2 separate regions of the Danio rerio genome follow, and region 1 is linked to region 2. A link is a contact called in public HiChIP or PLAC-seq data. All regions are on one chromosome and are shown on one strand. The core of a region is the stretch at or near the end of the contact, and the rest is flanking DNA. Distances in the headings are between cores, read along the strand shown. Region 1 overlaps rerea (arginine-glutamic acid dipeptide (RE) repeats a). Region 2 overlaps rerea (arginine-glutamic acid dipeptide (RE) repeats a).

Region 1 (6,962 bases), core at 3,384-5,883, 140 kb before region 2:
GGGTGTGCCCCAGAACCTGGGGGACACACAAGACATTCACCACCACCTTTTCCGTGTCAGCAGCTTTTTGTCAAGGTACATTGTCAATACATACAGTATAATAAACACACAAACACGCATGCAACTGACAGCACTGACATTCAACATCATGCAAAATCATGAATAAACAGCATGCAATAATAGTAATATTTACTAGTAGGGCTGCATCATATCTACTACAACTAATCTAAATATTAATAAATATTTTTGGCATATATTACATTAAGGTATCAGTCAATCTTGCATATTTAATTTTACATGCAAATTTCCGAATATTGATTTTGAATTAAGGTTAAACAGAATCTCAAATAGAATCTCAATTTGTATCTATTTTTCGTATTGTACATCATAATGATGTGACTGTTAAAATTATAAAAGAAATTTGACTAATTAGCTCATATATATATAGGCTAGAATCTTAATACGAGTGCATCAATAATTTATACAGAAACATTATTAAGTACATTGCAAAGTATAATATTCAGAAAACGCAAGGAAAATAATATTTTTAATTATAACAATGCAATGTCTTTGTTAGTTTTATTTTAACAAAAAATGGAATTTTAATATAGGATAAATACGCAATAAAATATGTTTAATAGTAAATGATCAGCTAATAAACAAATGGAATAGTATATCAACAATTGATTTAGATAATAAATGTAAAAGCCAGAAAATCTCAAATGAAATCATTTATTTTTTATTCTGTTATTTGCATATCGTTAAAACAATCTTTAAATGATTTTTTTCATTCTCTGCAATTTTGCAAATCTAAATTCATTTAAAACTTTTTACATTAAATACTGATTCTAAATATTGCAAGCTAATAGGTTGTTGGCCAGTTTCAAACTAATTATTGGTTTATTTGCCAGAAATCTCTCATTGCAACCCTTTTTCATAAAAACTTTAACAAAGATAAAGCACAATTTATTTACACATATTTAGAAAAGTCATTCAAGCACAATTCATTTACACACATTTAGAAAATTTATTCAAGCATAATTCATTTAGACCAGGGGTGTCCAAACACAATCCTGGAAGGCCGTTGTCCTGCAAAGGTTAGTTTCAACCCCAATCAAACACACCTGGACTAGCTAATCAAGCTCTAACTAGACTTTCTAGAAACATCCCTTGCAGGTGTTTAGAGGCAAGTTGGAGCTAAAATCTGAAGTACACCGGCCCTCCAGGACAAAGTTTGGGCACCCCTGATTAAGACATTTATAAAATTCCTTTATAGACAGATTAAATACATTTATACTTATACAATTTAATGAATTCTAATGGCCCAAATGAAATCTGTGGACAGTTTTCACATTTTCTGTAAGAATTCTTTAAGAACACAGAATAACACATTTAAACAACGAATTTCTCTTTACAGTTCTGTTACAGTTTACAGTTCTGTTCTCTAATTGGTAGCCAAAAAGCTCTAATTTGTCAACAAAAAAACAATCTGATTTGTTACTACATTACATAAATACACAAAAATTGTGAAGTAGTTAGTTAATAAGATCTGTGCACGCACATTCCATGTGGGCCTAATAAAACAATTTGTCACACAAGAACAGAGAGAATGGTCCCTCACCTTGGTGCAATGGATCCTGTTGGTGCAGGTGTAGGTGCGAATGGATGTGCGAGTGCTGATGGTGGTGCGGCGTCACGTTGAACATCTGCAATCGTGCCATGGGGTCGTTTGCCAACCTCTCCACATGTAGCCTCTCGGCTAACCGCTCAGGGTAGGTCATTTCAGGCCGTAGCTGTGGGCCGGCCAGCGCCAGCCGTTCCCGCTCCAATGGATTCAGTCCCGGGTGAAAAGAAGCAAACGGATGAGGGCCAGCCATGGGAGGTAGACCAATGGGCCCGTGTCTGGCAAAGTGCTCCATAGGGTTGGCGGAAGGATGCAGACTGTCCAACTCTGGAGGTTTGACCTCAAAGCCAGGCTTCATCCTCTCCATCCTGAGCTCCCTCTCACGAATCTCTCTTTCCCGGATCTCCCGCTCTCTCAGCTCCCGCTCACGCATGCTGGGGTCGGCGTTGTAGAGGCCTGGCAGGTGGTATGCCAGTAAAGGGTCTGTAGGGTTGAGCGAGACGAAGAAAGGATGGTTGCGGTTTGTGGGGGACATGACGTGAGGCCGGGCGTATTCGCTGAGCGTGCGCAGGGCAGGGGTGTCTGGACCGATGTAAGGGGGCACAGTGGCGATTGTGGTTGGTGGTGGATCGAAAGATGTCCTCATATGAGCCGATCCTGCCATCGGGGGTTCACCCATGCGACTTTCATGAGAAGAACTGGAAGCTTTCTGTAAAGATAAAACCAAGATTTAGGGACAAGAAATTGGTACAATGAAAGAATTTTAACAAACGACCAGATTTACTGCAACACAAAAAATGAAAACTTACAGCAGCTCTCTCAGCCTCCTTCTCCCTCTCTCGTTCCCGCTCTCGTTCTTTTTCTCTTTCCCTCTCCTTCTCTTTTTCTTCTCGTGCTTTCTGCTCTGCTTCCCTCTTGGCTTTCTCCAGCGCCTCTTCCCGTTTCTTTGCCAGTTTTGATGAGGCCAGAGGTGTGAAGTAGAAGTCTGTTCTGGCACATGTGTTGTAACCTCTGTCCAGATGCTTGTAGAACCTGAAGCAGAATGGATGGAAAGCTGTCAGGGTAATCTTTTAAAATGAGCACTGTCAGGGTGACTTATGTTGTGAGTAACCCTTCTTGTTTCATGACAGATATAAGTTGCAGAATTTTACACAGGCTGATTTTGCAGCCTTCTGAAAAGCAATGCAATTACTTTGTGACAAATAAATAACCTCTGGCATGTCTTCCCGTTTGTACTACACTAGAGCCACTAAATCAGTCTTTTTAATCGGCAGTGCCGTAATGAGCTGCTCTCTCTGTGCATTAGTGAGCTTATTGCTATTCACTGCAAGGGAGTGTGAGAGAAGGCTACAGCAACTTTACAAAGACGCGCTTGCGTTCTGATGGAGGCTTTCATCGTAATGATGCAGTCATTAATCTGTGCCCTGTCCACACTTGATGAGGAGCGGAAGCTGAGGCAGGTATTTAATGACAGTGCTATTTAATACAACTTTAAGGCAAAAGCATAGTTTGAAGAGACAAATTATCATTAATAAAAAAAAAAATTATAATTAAAGCAAAAATACAATTAATGATTCATTAAATATTGTTTTTATTTATAAAACTATGTACTATTCCTTTATTAATTTTCCTTCGGCTTAGTTCCTTTATTCATCAGGGGTCATCACAGCAAAAGAACTGCCAACTTATCCAGCATATGTTTTACACAGCAGATGCCCTTCCAGCTGCAACCCAATACTGGGAAACACCCCTGCATTTAGTTTATTTAATTCACCTACAGCGCATGTCTTTGGACTGTGGAGGAAATCAGAGAAAAACCACTCAAACATAGGGAGAACATGCAAACTCCTCACAGATATGCTAACTGGCCCTATTTACTTTGTTAATCAATGTAACAATATTATTTACAACACTTTTTGTTGCTATAATAATGTAGATTTTATTTTATTTATATTCCAATAAAGTATTAATATTACATTCTAACAAACATTATGAATACTGTTGATTAATAATTTTATTATTTACTGCTTTTTATTATATTAAAATTAGGGCTGCAAGATATATCAGCGGTCATATCGTTATCGGCAGATAAATACTATTTTTAATGTTATCGCTATCGGTCCAATATCAACATCAGGCCAATATCTTTAGGCCAATAGATAATGTAATTGTACAAAACTGCCTGCCTCGCGCATAAGCGAGTCGAACTTGTTCAGACTTGTCCAGGGCACTGTAACGGAGCTTTCCACACAATGTTTATTCCTTCAAAGTCTGTCCTTTGTTTGTGTGATATTGCTGTGCATTTTTAACTCAGTAGGTAACCATATTCCTTATCATTGTAGATATGTTTTAGGCTATTCAGTTCATAAGATCAGTTACCACTTTTATGAAGTTTAAAAAATAATTAGTTCTTCACTGTATAAAAATATAACATCTTGAAATATTTATCGGTCTATATTTATATCGGGTATCGGCCTCCACATATAAAGAGTTATCGGTTATCGATATTGGCACAAAAGTCCATATTGGTGCATCCCTAATTAATATAACACGTTTTTTTATTGTACTGCTGAAAATATTGTGGAAAAAAGATAAATAGTAATAATAAATTAAAGACACAAAATTGGAAAAGAAATATCAAGTACCGTGCTGATTGGCTGGCGTGACTGGGAGTGTTGACGATGGTGGGTGGAGGCGAAGGACTCCTCTGTGGTGGTGGAGGACTTTCTGGCTCCTCTGTTTCATCCAGAGGCTCTTCTTTAATCTGTACAGGTGGCACAGTGGAGGGTCCTGGGCAGGGAGCGCTGACCGATGCAGGTAGTGGCATAGATATGGAGGGCGGAGGTTGCTGCAGTGTAGTCATAGAGCTGGACACTGAGGTGGGAACGGTGGAGGGCGACAAGACGGGTGAACTGCCTGGCATGAAGGAATGAGGAGGGAAGGGGGGCTGAGAAGGCGCTGAGTGTGAGGCAGAGGAAGAGGAAGGGAGCGGAGGAGCCGGTGGCGGTGCTTGACTTCCTGTTGCCGGAAGAGTTTGTGACTGGGTGAGCACTGGAGGTTGCACCGGTGGAGGCTGTAGCTGCTGGCTTTGAGACATGAGCTGAAGGGGTGGCGGGTGGGCAGAGGGAGGGTGATGGTTGGATAAAGAGCTGAGGGGTTTCAAGGCGGGCGGTGGGGGCAGGTTGGAAGGCATCTGCGGGAATGGGGGGTGGCTGGGATGTTTGTGTGATTGAGCATTTGGCATTTGTGGGATAGGGGTGGTTGGCGGAGGTTTGATGTGGGGCATGGGTAATGGTGCGGGTGGGAGAGGCTGCTCTCTGGGAGGCTGACTGCCGCTCTGTGAAGAGGACTGCGACTGTGATGGAGGTGTGTGAGGTCGCTGTTGTTGGGACAGGGAGGCAGCTTGGGCTTGACCAGAAAGGGGTGAAGGGGGAACCTGAGACTGAGCCATTGGGAAGGGCTGAGTGGGTAAAGCATGAGGGTGAGGCATGTGTGAGGGCCCTGCCTGCAGAGGGTGGCCCATGGGTGGCATGGGACCATGTAGTGGAGGCTGCAGGGCTTGTGGGCAGGTTTGAGAGGGTGGAGGCGGTTGAGGCATGCCTTGCAATGGGGAATGAGGTGACGGCAGCCTCTGCACCCCTGACTGAATGAGAGACAGCGGACCCGCGGGTGGTATCTGCTGAGGAGGCATGGAGGTAGGGGGGATGGATGGAGATGGTTGAGAGGACAGTGAAGGTGCGCCTGAGGTGGGTGTTGTAGAAGCTGCAGCTGCCGGTGGAGGGGCTGGGGGTAAAGTCCCTGTCTGGCACTGGATGACTGGAGGGTGCTGGCCCTGAAGGATCTGCTGCTGGGCTGAGGAGTCAGAGTCACTCTCGTTGTCTCGTGGGCTAGGGATGCTTGGAGAAGAGCTGCGGTTGTCCTGGTCAATATCCTTAGGATCACTGCTGCCCTCATCGTTCACACTTCGCCCATCTGAGCTTTCACCCTCGCCCTCTCCCTCACACTCTGAAGGCGAGTTCGGCACACTTATTTCCTGTGTGAGATAAACAGGAGAAAGGGTCAACAAACTTGACCGAAGCAGGGGTTACTGATGATAATAGGTGCAGTCATGATCAAGAACAAATAACCTTTGCATTTCACAGTCATTGAGTTGCAATGAACTCATGACATTTAAAGGATATGAAATCACTCTGTGCAATCAAGCTGCTACCAAAGGTAACAGCCAAAGTAAATACAACCTTAAAATCTAGTGTCTTCACTGGACTCTGGGCCAAACAGAGCTGCCACAAACCTTTCAGTGAACTTTAGAATTAATTTATTAATGTCTTTAAAATTAATGGAGAGATAATCTTCCAAGAAAACTTTGTTTTTCACCCAAACATGTTCCACGTTTCCATGCTAACAATAATTTAGCCATTATCTTTTATACATTAAACAATACTCAACAAACAGCTAACTCCGCAGCAGAATTAAATCACAAAGTCAACAACCATACAACAAATGTCTAGAATTAATTCCCTATATTACCTGTTACTTTCACTTGAGGCCACATGAGTGAATTTAAATAGAAGTAGAGCCATGTAACTTTTGCTAGTATTTTTTTGTATAAGCAAAATAAACACTTGTTTAACACGAGTAACAAAATATATGCGAGTCTGAATACAGCCAGTGTCTTTCAACTGACTTCCACTTTCACTCATCTGCATTTTAGAGTTCATCACATACACAAATTTTAGGATGCTTAACAGGAATTTACTGACCTGTGTTTTGGACTTCTTGGCGCTTGCCCTTTCGGACTCCTCTGTGTCTGAGGCTCCTTTCTCCCTCTGGCGTTTGGCACTCTTCATAGGCGATGGCGCTTCTTCCTTTGTCTTCTGTTTTGACAAAACAAAAACATGTTTTCTCATGTTTCTTACGTTCATGTGTTCCTGGGAAACTTAGTGTGATTTCAATGTTACAGTTTGTGTCTGTGGGTCATACCTTGCTGGGTTTCTTCATCGAGTCAGTCTTGCTGTCAGTGCTGGAGGTGCTTGCTGCACTAGGTGAGGTTCGCCCGCTGGATCGCAGATCCTCATTGGTTGGTGAGGCTCTGCCATCTGGGCTAGCGGTCTGCTTCTTGCGGCCACTTCGTAGCGTTGACATCTGAATCAATAAAATATGTGATGTAACAAACAGCAAACAATAATAAAACGGTTTAAATGAAGCTAAAATGAAGCAAATTTAGGCATCTTACTGAGCCGCGATTCCGTCGAGTCCTCATGCTATGCTTCCCACTGAGTCCATCGTCTTCCTCTTTGACAGGTTTGAACATAAACGGTGGCGGGTCTACAGGCTTCTC
Region 2 (7,171 bases), core at 394-2,893:
TTTAAATGACAAAGTTAAAAGTTTTATTGAGATTATGATTGTTGGTGATTGTATGTCAATAGCCAGATTAAGTAGCTATACACGAACAAGGAACATTAAGACCTGTTTAAAAAGATTTAGCATGTACAACAAAATATTGCTATAGATTTAAGACATTTTAAGACCCTGCAGATACCCTGATTAATTATTTATTTATAAATGAATAATAACATTCATTTGTAAAATGGGCTGTACTCAATTATGCTGAGCATTGTATAAGACAATGTACAAATGCATGACAGAAAAATAGCTTCCTGCATATTTGTTTTCCCACAATTTAACCCACTTCATTCCTTTCAGTTTAACTAGCTTGCTTTTAGGTCAAAAACTGTAAACATGTTCATCATGGCAGTATTTAATTATATGAATTGCACAATAAACTCAGAAGGCAACAGTGATTCCAGTCATGTCACTGATCTAAATACTACTAATCAAATGTTTCATTGTACGATACCTCAAAATCTAATAAACCAACACACACACACGCATACACAGACAAAGAAAGAGAAAAAAAAGTAAAAAAGATTTTCTCTTCACCAACGTTATATTTGCGGAGGCAGCTAAGATCAATAGGAAGTGAGTTTGGTGTACTGCGGGCCCTTTATTGTGCTGCAAACCATGTAGCCTGTCAGGTTTTCAAAAGGAGGAGGTGTCCCTAGTGATCCCAGTGCTGGCAAACGCTTTCCAGCTCCAGGGGAGCCAGAGACAGTGTGACTTCTGTTTCTCCTGACAATCCTTAGCTCTGCCATGCACCCACACGTACACACACACACACACACACACACACACACACACACACACACACACACCCCAGCAGGCAACCTCCTCCCCTCTTGGAAAGCGTTTGAGCTTCACATTCAGGCGTATTTATTACATTTACTCAAGTGCATCCATATTTATCTCCCCGAGCCGCCCTGATAGCACTTACAATGTGCCCAACAGGAAACCTGAGTCACTTGCTTATGCGAGATCCTCACTGTGCACAGGGAAGATATTTAGAGAATGCAGTTTTCAGAGAGATACCGATCATTGCTATCAGCCAATAGGAGATTAGCTACTGGCTCGTGAGAAAAATACACAACAATGCGTTTGACATGGTGGCAGACAGTTAATTAGCGCTCAGAAATGAATCAGGACGGAAGGTGCGTGTTCGCGGGCCATGTGGGGAATGCCTGAACAATGTATGGATTGTGTTCGTGCGACGAATATTAAATCATCAGGATGTTATTTGCAAACAAACCTTTCTCCTGGATGACTGACGCTCATGATCGACGCGGTGAAGCTAATACGCAAACACATTCGAATGCTATTTCACCAAATGCACTCGGCAACATAATCAAAACCCCTGTGATGGCTCTAATAAATTTTCAACTAATGCACGCTGAGAGCTCAGACAGATGTATCAAGCGCGAGCCGTGTATTCGGAGGAAATGTAAGCCGTTCAAGTTGCTTTACGAGACTGAAAAGGCAACCAAAATTGTGAATGCTTTGCATTTCATGCACTCAGATGGCTGTTCCGCAGGCATTCGCAACAGCAGATGAGATCCCATTATCAGCCAGACGAGAACTCCACCTCCAGGATTTCACAGCTCCTCTGTTTATCACATGGCCCTGTCAAGTTGGGCACCATTAAGCGATAATGAAAGGAGACAACCGGTGCAGTTACAAGCAAAGCATTCTGCATTCTACAGGCCTAAGCATGTATCTAGGAAGCTGACTGTGTCTATTCAGTTCTGCTCTGCATTCAATAGCCATCACAATGCCTCAGCTACTGTACCCTGACCCCTTCACACCACAGTATTATTCAAGATTTCTGCTTGAGATGACAAGAATTCAAGCAATATTCTGAGTTCAATAAGAGTTAGGATCAATCGACAGCATTTGAAAAAATGAATTCAACCCATTCGTTCTGTTCTTTAAAAAATAGATATGCATTTATAAAGTAATGCAACCATAAAATACTCGGCTTCAATAGTATAGCTACAAGATGTAAACAATGTTCACATAATTTTAGTGTAGAAATTACTTATATCACCCTATAGTTCACCCAAAAAATGAAAATCACCTCATTTATTATCTGTTGTGATTTATTTTCTTCTGTTGAACATGAAAGAAGATATTTTGAAGAATGCTGGTTGCTGGGAACTATTGATTTCAATAGTGTACAATGGGAATTTACTAAATTACTATGGAAGTCAATGGGTCAGTGTTTTTTTTTTTAATGATGACAACATCTTCAACGTCAACATTTTTCGGAGGCATTTAAGATCAACAGGAAGTGAGTTTGGAGGAGTGCACAACAAGTAAATGTTTGTGTGCTCCTAAAATGTTTTTGTTGTTGTTTTTGTTGAGGGTTTAAATGAAGTTTTATAATACATGATTAATAGTATATTAATACTGAACATCACAAGACAACTCACACTGCTGACTAGGGTTGTCGCGATACTATTACATCATCTTACAATACTATACTAGCTGAAGTATCACAATTCCAAATAGTATAGCGATACTTTAATTTAACTCAAATTATAAAGGAAATTGTCAGAAATGCTGTATTTTACATGTTATAATGGGTCTACTTGAATTTAATTCATAATCCCCTTATTATTGAAATTATTATTTTAAAACAAAAATTTATTCATTCTTTTTATTTTGTAGATAACTGGCCAGCAAAAAATATGTAAAAAATTATACCAAACAGTAGCATTTAGGTGAAAGAGTAAATATGCGCTGTGTGTTTTCCACTTAATAACAAAATAATAATAAATGAGAGAGGTAGAAGCATCTAATACTTTGTTGTGAATGAAAGTTGTGAATGTTTGTACACCTTTTACATGTTCCTTTAAATATCACTAACACCAATCAGCTCAGTACATCTTTAGTGGATTTTCACTGCAAAAGACCATAAAATTTCTGCAAATATTGAAAAGCTTGAGCAAATCTGGTCATTTTAGGTGAGACAAACAAAAAAAAGGTCATCCTAAAAGTCCAATGAAATTAAAATGCACAATTTTTATTTTGCAAGTGCACATTGTTAGTCTTAAAATGAGCAATTAATCCATGCAAGTTAAACCACTGATTTTTTTTGTTTGTATGTTTGTTTTAGAAATAATTAATCATAATCTAGCCAATTGCTTTCTCTCTGGAATGGCAGTTCATCTCTGATGATATAAGTTTGATGGCATGGGCGTAATATGTTTTACTAGGCCCTCCAACAACTCCTCAAAAAAAGAGGAGATAAAAAAATGAACCCTCACCCCCTACAAGGGCTGCACAATATATCATTTCAGCATGGATATCGCAATGTATGCATTGGCAATAGTTACATTGCATACAATGTTGAGTTGGGATTATATTTGAGCATAAGTCAGAGATCAAAAAACAAGATTTGTAAACATTTATTGCAGAGTTTAACTTTGATGAAGTGAAATTGTATCATTTGCATCTTTGTAAGGCATGAGAGAGATTAAAGTCTCTACCAATTGGAAGTTTAATAAAGAATAATATGCAGAAAGTATGCACAGCGTATTTCCCTTTTATCTTTGCTTTATGCTTGTTATTTATTACACTTTATGTAGGATTCACTCCCCTACAGAACCATGCCAATCAATTAAAATGAATACATTTGATATCAATTTAAGGACCAATTCTCACTATTAACTAGCTGCTTGATAGCATGCATGCTATTGAGTAGTACTTCTATTAGTGCTAATAACCTACTTATTCTGCATGATCTTTTTCTACATCCCTAACCCAATACCTAAACTACTTTAATAACTATAAATAAAGAGCAAATTAGGAGTTTACTGAAGCAAAAGCCATAGTTAAGGTTTTAAGCAGGCAAAAATCTAATCTTAAAATTAGGGCTGCATGATTAATCAAAAAAACATCACAATCTCGATTTAACTCTACACACAATCCTAATCCAGCCTTTCTACGATTCAGCCAATTCTATTTTGAGGGTCAGGAGAGAAGCATAAAGGCAGTTGCACAAGCCTTCACATTGTTTTTAATACACTGCTCAGCAACATGGACACCTTTAAATGGCATTAAAAGTGTCACATACTGTATTTATTTGATTAACTTGTCATTTTTGTCAATGTAATGACGTATTCGTATCCGTGAAATCACACAGGAGCTGACGCCCTGTTTGTTTACTACCGAGAGGAAATGCGCATGCCAATGATGTCTACTTTAGTGAACAGAATCTGCAAAGGCTGTAAATAACGGGTAATAAAGTTGTAAATAACGTTCCGTTTGTTGCAAACTGAACTCAAAGTGACGGCAGCCACGACATGAACCGCACTCGGCAGGGAAAAGTGAAACCGAAAGCTTGCACTTCATTTAAATGATCAGATTGCATTTTAGACTAATGATTAAGACAAACATTTGACAGCATTTGAACTGTTGTTCATGAAAATAAATGTTTACTGGGTCAGTATAACTACTCATAATGTTAAATATAATATAAGCGGGAATCTGATAACGACAAACGACTCGTATTACCAGTGAAAAAAAAAAAAAGGGGTCTAATATTGTTGTAAAAACATCTAAAATGTTGTTTTGGCCATTCTAAAACCCTTAACCATCTCAAGTCATTTAATAAATAAAGAAAAGATTCACGCAGCTTCCCTTATCCCAGCAAATTCTGTTTTTATTTTTGATATTTGGCGCCAGTTTATCAGGAAGTGGCGATTTTGTTCGCTTTGACTTGTTGGATGGAAACGCTGTTTTATTCGCACACCTTTAATACGATATTATAGCTTTACGCATAAAGTAATTCACATTTTTACATGGAAACATAGATAATGACAGAATCGTGAGGAAATCGTGATCTTGATTTTAAGCAAAATAAATGGAGATTCTCATTTTAGCCAGAATCGTGCAGCCCTACTTAAAATATTATGGGCCTAATTCTTCCAAATAGTGCTATTCAATCATTTGGTGAATATGTATAGATAAAATATATCGCAAAAAAATAAAATATCACCATGTCAGACTTTTCCAATATCCTACAGCCCTACCTAATACTCTATATTTCATTTATTTTTAAAATACATCGCCCTAAAATAAAAGTCTGCAGCAACTTAACGTGGATTTTACATTAGGTGAACACTGAAATAAGTGGGGTTTGTAAGATTTTTGTACAACTCAATAGCATGCCGCAAATGCTTTTGAATCAGCTTAGCATATACTGAACCATATTGTTTCCAAAATTATTTAAGAATATATGTTTCTATATTTAAAAAGTAAAAAATGAAAGAAGTCAAATAACAAACCCTATCAATTTGCTGAATTTTAACAAAGGAATCAGATGTAGATGACTGATTTATTGCACGTCCTTCTACCAGACTGTCTTTCATTGCAGGTATCTGAAGACTTAAAATGCCCTGCCATACTAATAAGTCAGCCAGTAGCTGAGACAACACACACACACTAAAAAATGACGAGAAAGAAAAGATGACATGGTTGAGTGAGCCAAGCTTCAGAGCGCCTTGGCAAGCCTGGGAGGCCCTGGCCCCTTAAGCACTCATATCTAGTAACTTCATTTAATGCATTCACCAGGGATCAGCAGACAAGCGGAAGGGAGGCTGAAAAAAAGGAAAACGCATTCAAAAGCAAATGTTCACTGGTATAAGGTTCAGCGAGTTATCAAGCAGTAAAAACAGCGTGAAGAAATTAAACATAATCTTTCACACCATTGCAGAGATGGATGGGATTTATTCCACTACTTATAAAAACGGCGTGCTTTGCAATGTCTCTGCGAAAACCATACCGCCCTGAAACAGCCCGTTTTCAAAGTAATACAAAATAACAGCAGTCCGAAGTGCCTGAAAGTAGAGGTTGATCTCAGCCGCTGTTGCCTTTTTCTTTTTTTCGCCCACTTTTTTTTTCCACCAGAGGTCATATTCACACTCTGATGCCTGTCATCGGGAACAAACACTCGTGCTTCCCTTCAACAGACACCAGCCACTTCCACCCCCATTTACTTTCCCTTCATACACACCAACACACACACACACACACACACACACTCCATCAGCTGACAGCCTTTCTCTACTAGCAGACGAAAAAACCTTGACTTCAATTTGCTAGGTGCCATTTTAGCATTCTGAAGCTTTCAGGATGAGTCTATTTTACAAGTTTGGAGACTGTGCAAACAAGCAAAAGAATCCCACAATGGCTGTAACCAAATGCTTTTGACAATAAAAAATGTCTGAATCTTACAGGATGTGCTTCATCCATTTCAACAACGACTCACAAGATAAATGCAAACGATGCTTTTACTGTCACCAACATGCCAAAGATCATTGGTGACTAGGCATGGGACAAGAACGGTTAACAAGGTTTACAGCTGTTTGGAAAAGTCAAGGTGTATGTGTTTTTTTTTTTTTTTTAACATGTTTTTTTTTTTTTTTTTTTACAAATATTTTGTTTAGTTTTTAGGGCAACAGTATCTCCACATCAAAAGCTACATTTGAGAAATCCTATGCTGCTATGTGCATCCTGAACAGTGCAGTGGCTTACTTACTTCATATCTAAAGAATAGAAAGATGTCCAAATATGCCTTTTTCAAGAAATCTAATTGCGATAGGAGGTCAATGATTTAAATATTTGGGAGCAGTAAATCCCAATACTGTCATACCATGATATTTTTAGCCAAGGTTTTTTTCATACCGTCTGAATCTTATACCAGCCCATGCCTATTGCCTATAAAAAAAAAAAGTGATTTTAATGCAAAGAGATTGCTATATTAAGTCTGTTAGCTGGAATTAACATTATCAGTACATTAACATTATTTGTTTTAGTCGTTTTTGCAATAAATATTTATTTTTAGACTTTTCTTTCACATCAGATATGTACATTAGCATTTTATGCTACATCTAATGTTGTTAAATTATTGCATTACTTTAGTATAACATGTTTTAATGATGATTATTTTTATATATATATATATATCTCCACTGCTTTTCATAGCTTTCCAAGCAGACCGCTCACAGTGCAGTGTTTGTCAGTAATGTTGAGAACGTCAGCATTGTTTACTCGGGCTTTAAACTAAATCCCAGAGACATTCGTGTTCCTTGCTAAATTGGCACAAACGTTCAGCAAGTTTGGCAATTTGGCTGAAGCA

What was found. HiChIP or PLAC-seq counts read pairs in DNA pulled down with a chosen protein or histone mark.
Region 1: a contact with region 2 is called in an H3K4me3 HiChIP or PLAC-seq map of embryo, with 2.7 times the contacts expected there. The contact joins two enhancer-like sites.

What each region holds. Positions count from the first base shown.
Region 1 is chr23:25,857,267-25,864,228 of GRCz12tu, reverse strand. rerea (arginine-glutamic acid dipeptide (RE) repeats a) reads right to left here. Exons shown (of 23, transcript XM_073938965.1): 15 at 6,858-6,962; 16 at 6,605-6,766; 17 at 6,385-6,498; 18 at 4,270-5,657; 19 at 2,434-2,656; 20 at 1,622-2,333; 21 at 1-16. Among named protein-coding and RNA genes, the nearest start is that of samd11, 98 kb to the left of the region's middle. Within about 2 kb of position 4,633, at least 3 of the 62 cell types and tissues checked have an H3K27ac peak or open chromatin away from gene starts, as enhancers often do.
Region 2 is chr23:25,714,128-25,721,298 of GRCz12tu, reverse strand. All of the region lies in intron 2 of rerea (arginine-glutamic acid dipeptide (RE) repeats a), which reads right to left. Among named protein-coding and RNA genes, the nearest start is that of rerea, 88 kb to the right of the region's middle. Within about 2 kb of position 1,643, at least 3 of the 62 cell types and tissues checked have an H3K27ac peak or open chromatin away from gene starts, as enhancers often do.